Regions from separate parts of the Ovis aries genome. Here region 1 is linked to region 2. The links are chromatin contacts, called in public Hi-C maps. All regions are on one chromosome and are shown on one strand. Each heading gives the region's core, a stretch centred on a gene start, on an enhancer-like site or on the middle of the called end of the contact. The rest is flanking DNA. Distances are from core to core; before and after follow the strand shown.

Region 1 (3,149 bases), core at 137-2,636, 51 kb before region 2:
TTAAGGATGTCCAACAATCAAAGACCCTCACCTCCTTCATACCCATTCTCTAGGTCTGAAAACAAATAAGAGATCAAAGAACACAGTAGCTGCGCCCGCTGCAACACTCGCCCAGGGAGCCAGGAGAGCGTCCACTTTGCCCCTGCCTCAGTTCCCCAACTCTCCTCCCGGTGCAGGCAAGCCACTGCTGCGCTTGGTTGCAGAGATAACAGGTTAGCAAACCGGGCCAGGGAAAAATCTCTGCGCTTCCCCGAGCTAACCCAAGCCCCTCTTCCCAACGCAGGTGGGCAAGCAACCCACAGCCTCTCAACAACTTGGTGTATTTCACCATCACTGGGCACACGGCCTCAACATCGCCCCTACGCCGCGTTCGCAGAAGAAAAGCGGGAAATCGGAAGGGGGGCGGGGGGGAGACTTCTCAGGCCGGTTCTTTTCTGGGGGCGCCTCCAGGAGGCGCGGCCCGACTTACCTTGTCTGACGGCTTTGAAGGTGACGGCCTCCTTGCAGCTGTCGATGACTCCCAGTACGTCATAGCGGGGCAAGCCGGACACCCGGATCCCCTGCACCTCCAGTAGCAACTCGCCCTCGCTCAGCCGAGGGCCCTCGCCGCCGCCGGGAAGCCCCGCCGCTTCGGTAGCCGTCACCGCTCCGACATACGGAAACTCTCCGTTCTCCGCGCCCCCCAGCACCGTCACCCCCAGCTCTCCCTGGGGTCCCCGTTTTACGGTGCATTCGTGAACCCTGCTAGTCCAGTGGTTCTTCTTCTGGATCACTTTCGACATGATGAGTTACACCCCTACTACGCCCGCCAAAAAAAATAATGATAAAATGAGAGACAGGTGCCCCCCACAGCACAAGCCCCCAAGCCCCTGCTGGTTCATGGGAGAGACATCTCCCCCCACAAACAACGCAGCGGGAGAGAGAAACTTGGCAGCCTCGCTCCCTTGCACACACTCGCTCACTCAAGCCATCATAAAACAAACTTTCTGGGCTTCCCCGCGAGCCCTGCACAGGCGCCCGCGAGCTTTGTTTGCATTCCGGTGCTTCTCGGTCCACGTTCCGGCGCCCGACCGTGCTCTCTGGGACCAGAGTCCACTCTGCGCAGCTTGGATTATTTTTTTTTTTCCTTCCTTTCTTTCTTGCCTCTTAGAAATGCGGTGTCTCCTCTTTGCCTCCCGCCTGGGTCGCCTTTCCTCGCTGGCGGGCAGTTTCTGAGGGTGAGGGAAGCCCTTCTAGGCAGTTGCTGGGAGCCCTGGAGACGCGGTAGCTGAGCGGGGGCGGGGGGGACAGGAGGGAAGTGCCTGCGTCCCCTTTAAGCAGATACAAAGGCTCGGCTTGTTTTGTTACAGTTCATTCTATTCCGCGCCGCCGAGCGCAGCGGCCGGCAAGAGGAGACGCGCGCGCATGCGCCCCGCGACCGCCTGCCGGCCGGCCCGCCCCACCCCGCCTTCCCGAAGTGAGAGATTCCAATGTGCTTCCCGTTGGGTCCTAAGTCCGACTTCTCCAGGATCAGCCACTTTTCTCCCCCTTCACACACCCTTCTCATTCCTACTTTTATTTCAGTGCTCACGACTCTGCATAGCCCCTTCGGGGGTCTGGGAGAGGAGGAAGTGTTTTACTCCAACTGACTGCAACTTAAAAACATGGGCAATCTGCTTGGGTATTTTAAAACCATTTCAAACAGGTGGGGGTTGGGGAGGCGCACACTCACCCTCGCGCTCACACTCACGCACACACGCACGCACACACGCCGGCCTAAGCTTCCTTACCGCCCTCGGCCAGTGGCTGGCCACGCTGTCCGTCACCCAGCCCACCCCCCGCCGCAGTTCCCTCTAATACCCTGACCCCAACCCAGAGGAGTGCGCCTGCCCGGCTTCCCCCCAACCTGCACTGTGAGGGCGGGTTCTGGTCTTTGAGTAGGGTGTGCCCCAGCCTCTGCGACCCTGGGGAGGGGGGGCCGTGGTGGTCCCCCAAATGGGATCCGTCACACGCCCACACACGTATACACACACTTATCTGCATCCTTAAACTTTAGGGCCAACTTTTCTGGACGCAGATAAAGTATAAGGCGAGGGAAAGAAGCCTAAAAGCAAGAGAGGCTTGGGGTCTTCAACCGAAAAGGGTCTAGCTCTTTAAAACTGGCGGCCAGAGACCTCTGGAACCAGGCGTCTGTCCTGGACTCAAGTTCCTGGCTAAGCTGGGCAGCCTTTGGACCCGCCCCGGGGCCAGGAGATAAGGATCACTCCTGGGTCTGGGATCTGCACCCAAGTCCTGGCGCCCGCGGGGGCGTGGGCGCGGCAGCCACCTCTCGGAATTCACAGCCTGGAGTTGCTGTTGCCTCGGGCACCGCCCGAGGGCGGGGGTAGAGCCAGCTAATGTCCCTGCTAGGTTTCGGAACGTGCTCGGGGGCTGCGGACAGAAAGAATATCCTGCACCGGCAAGGCTACCCTCCCTAAATACTCCCCAATCGGCCTGGGCGATAGTCTCCTAAACATTTTCTTTTCCTCAGTGATTTATAACTTATTTATCCATCTTGGGTCACAAGAGAGATTTCAAGTGCTAAATAAGGGAGGTGAGTGTAAAGGATTCCGAAAGGACGGGGTGCCGCAGAGGTCACGGTTGAGAGCTGGGCTCTGAGGTTTAGGTTCTCACCGGTCCAGTGTCCGTGTGATCTTGACCAAGCGCTGGGACCCCTCAGACCCTGAGTTTCTTAAGTAAGTGTAACAATACCTGACAAGATTCTTGGGAGTATTACGGGGATATATAATAAAAGCTTACTAGTAGTAATACTAGTAGTAATTTGAAAACAGGAATCATTCGGGGTTTCAAGTTACATGGTAATTCCTCTTCTTCTCGCTAAAACTTAAAATATATAGGCATACATTTAAATATTTTAAAGCACTGCTTATAGGGCACTTTTCTAAGCCAATAAAAATAAGAGAAGAACATTGCTACTTCTCTCTTGAGATCTCCAAAACTGAAAAATCCTATTGCCTTCTAGTATTTGTAAAAGAAGAAAGTGACCAGTTTTCCATGGCTCTTCTTGATAAGGGAAACCATCTTCAGCCTCTTTTCTCAGAAGATATCCATTTGTCTCCAGCTTGACTGGATCAAAATGAATGAGAAATTAAAAAGCTTCAGCCCCAAAA
Region 2 (3,000 bases), core at 18-2,517:
AAATGACAAGTGGCTGAAATTAGACAGGAAAAGGATCACGCCGAGTCAGGCATCAAAGCACGTTGTGTGGTCGCTGTGAACCGAGCACAGAAACCAGACTTTACCTACCAAGAGTGCTTTTCCATTAGGAGCCCAGAAAATTTTTAAATGTTGCAGCTCCTTCTGCCTCTGCCGCCTTAAAGGAGGCTTCAGAAAAACCTGAGGGATCGGTGGGGTCGGCAGCCCTTCACACACAGCTGGGGCCAGCACGTGGAGCTCAGCCGTTCTTGGGAAGGGTTGTTTCCCTTCCCAGCTGTCCTGTCTGCTTAAAGTTGCCTGTGCTGATTGAAAAACTAGAGCTGGGCCCCAGAGACGAAAAGAGAGAAAACTGTGGTTCATTTACAGCATTTGACAAATCTGTAAGATTTGAGGGAAGTGCATTACCAACTGATTAAAACCCCAGGTTCTCCCCTCTGAGAATAAGTGTGTAGGAACATTTCATTACTTGCTGAATAATGTAATCACTACAGTTTTCTGTCAGTTCAAAAAGACAGCCAAGATGCCCATTTTCCCTCTATTTCCCAACCCTGTTCTAAAAGTCATCTTCCCTAAGGCGACTGTCTTCATTTTCTTTCACATTCATTTATTGTGACTCGATAGAATACGAATCCAGTGGATTTAAACTTAATTAAGATTACTGTCACGTTTTTCATCGAGGTAACAGGCGTGCACAAGGGCATGTGTTAACAAGGTTCAGGGGGTGTCTCCTGGTGTACAGACTGGTCACACAAAAGAGTGGGAGTCTGAATGGGTTTTGTATCGCTGAATATTTAATTAAAGTTTTCATTATGATACAGAGGTCCAGCATTAGCCCTGAATCCATGTGTTCAGCGGTGGAAAAATCCATGGAAACAGATTTTTAGTGTTTGGTCCCAAGGCTTCAGCTTAATGTTGCAATGGAGCTGGTGTGGTATAAATAGGAAGATCTTTGAACTGTAGCCACATCAGAGAGCAAAGGTTGGTAAACTTTTCTGTAAAGGGTGTTGACCTGAAATAAGTAGACCGCTGGATATTTCTCCAGCAAAAAAAAAAAAAAAAAAAGAGGTGGGGGTCATTTATTTGGGATCTGTAGAGAATTGCAATTTGAATCTGCAACTCCAGCAATCCTTGCACAGCCAGGGAAGGAAACTGCTTTTATAGAGGGGAAAAGGAAGTTGGGAGGGCTAGAGTAAACAAAGGCTCCATGACTGTTCATTGGCTGAGTCCTTGCCAGGAAAGAAAAGTCTTTCTTCCTAGGGTGTGAGGGCTCCCCCTTCTGGTCTCCTGACTCTATTTAACTGAGGTTTACTTCCCTGGTGGCTCAGACAGTAAAGCGTCTGCATACAATGTGGGAGACTCGGTTTCAGTCCCTGGGTGGGGAAGATCCCCTGGAGAAGGAAGTGGCAACCCACTCCAGTATTCTTGCCTGGAAAATCCCATGGACAGAGGAGCCTGTTAGGCTACAGTCCATGGGGTCGCAAAGAGTCAGACACGACTGAGCGACTTCACTTTCACTTCACTTCTGTTTGCTTATTTATTTATTTTACTTTACTAAAGACAGATTGTCAATATTAAGGCTTTTTAAAACTTAATTTTTATTGGACTGTATAGTTAATTTACAATGCTGTGTTACTTTCTGTTCTATAGCAAAGAGAATCAGTTATACATAGGCATATATCCATTCTTTTTTAAATTCTTTTCCATACAGTTCATTATAGAGTATTGAGTAGAGGATATTTAAGGCTTTTAATGGCTCTGTTACAACCTCTCACCTCTGTCAGTGAGGTATGAAAGCAACCACAGCCAAAACCAACACCTGAATGAACAAGAGTGGCTCTACATCAATAAAACTTTATTAAAAACAAAACAAAACAGGCAATGGATAGGGTTGGGTCTGAGAGCCATACCTAAGCTTGCCAAAAAGCAGAGTATGAGGACCCTCTTCTCCTGCATGGGAAATCTTACTCTGGGCAGTACCTTCAAGTTATAAAAATTTGTAAATGTGTGATTGCCTCAGTGGTGATTGCCACAATTAATACTGGATACCACCAAGAGGACTCTGGAAATGGGTCTAAAACCAATTCTTTATTTTCATCCTTCTGTCATGTGCCTCTATCTTTTCAGTTTACTTTCTGTTCTTTCCTGGCTGACCTTGGAGAGGGCAAGGGGAGGGGGTAAAATTTTGGCCTTGACCCTAGTTCACACCTGGATTTAACTCTTGCCGCAGTCACCTGTGTAAGTGCTTGACTACTGGGATTGTGTTTGCTTTGATCTTTCAAATGAGGATTGATGTAGATAATCAGCAAAGTTACTGTGATGTTCACATGTGAGTATGAATGAAGCTTCACAAATTAGTACTCAATGCATGCATGTTCAGTTGCCTCAGTCATGCCCAGATCTTTGCAACCCTATGAGTAGCCCGCCAGGCTCCTCTGTCCATGGGATTCTCCAGGCAAGAATACTGGAGTGGGTTGCCATACCCTTCTCCATGGGATCTTCCTGACTGAGAGATCAAACCTGTGTCTCTGGCACTTCAGGCATATTCTTTACTCACTGAGTCACTTGGGAAGCTCTTTAGTACTCAATAAATACTTTAAAAAAAAAAAGTACAAAATAAGTCTAAATTGTTACTGGTTTATAGTCTCTGTCCTTCTCTCTACTTTTGTGACTCAAATTATGAGTTTCTTCCAGATTTACATATTTGATAAAATGGGAAGCAGAAACATCCTCAGCCAAGAGGAAGTCATTGTTTTTGCTGGGAGTGACAAAAACACAGACTCATGGAAGCTCAGAGAAGAGCAGCTGGGGCAGCCTGGCACCCAGGATGGAAGCTCCTTCTGTCTCGGGTCCCCTGTCCAGCCCCGCCTGGGAACTGGGGGCAGCCTGGCACCCAGGATGGAGGCTCCTTCTGTCTCAGGTCCCCTATCCAGCCCCACATGGGAATGCTCTGGCTCTGTGGGTATTTAAGCGATCAGAAAGGTC

The links. Hi-C and Micro-C count contacts between places; a contact is called where the count stands out from the background.
Region 1: a Hi-C map of liver shows a contact between it and region 2, with 3 times the contacts expected there. The contact joins the promoter of MAGI1 here to the enhancer-like site in region 2. A contact is called at or near these places in 3 of 16 Hi-C or Micro-C datasets (liver and skin fibroblasts).

What each region holds. Positions count from the first base shown.
Region 1 is chr19:35,498,717-35,501,865 of ARS-UI_Ramb_v3.0, reverse strand. MAGI1 (membrane associated guanylate kinase, WW and PDZ domain containing 1) reads right to left here and starts at 1,386. Exons shown (of 24, transcript XM_060402248.1): 1 at 470-1,386. The coding sequence starts at 782. It overlaps LOC132658178 (a long non-coding RNA gene), which reads left to right and starts at 1,484. Exons shown (of 3, transcript XR_009597421.1): 1 at 1,484-2,714.
Region 2 is chr19:35,447,473-35,450,472 of ARS-UI_Ramb_v3.0, reverse strand. No RefSeq gene overlaps it. Among named protein-coding and RNA genes, the nearest start is that of TRNAY-GUA, 13 kb to the left of the region's middle. Within about 2 kb of position 1,267, at least 2 of the 54 cell types and tissues checked have an H3K27ac peak or open chromatin away from gene starts, as enhancers often do. A contact at or near this core is called in liver, where this site is marked.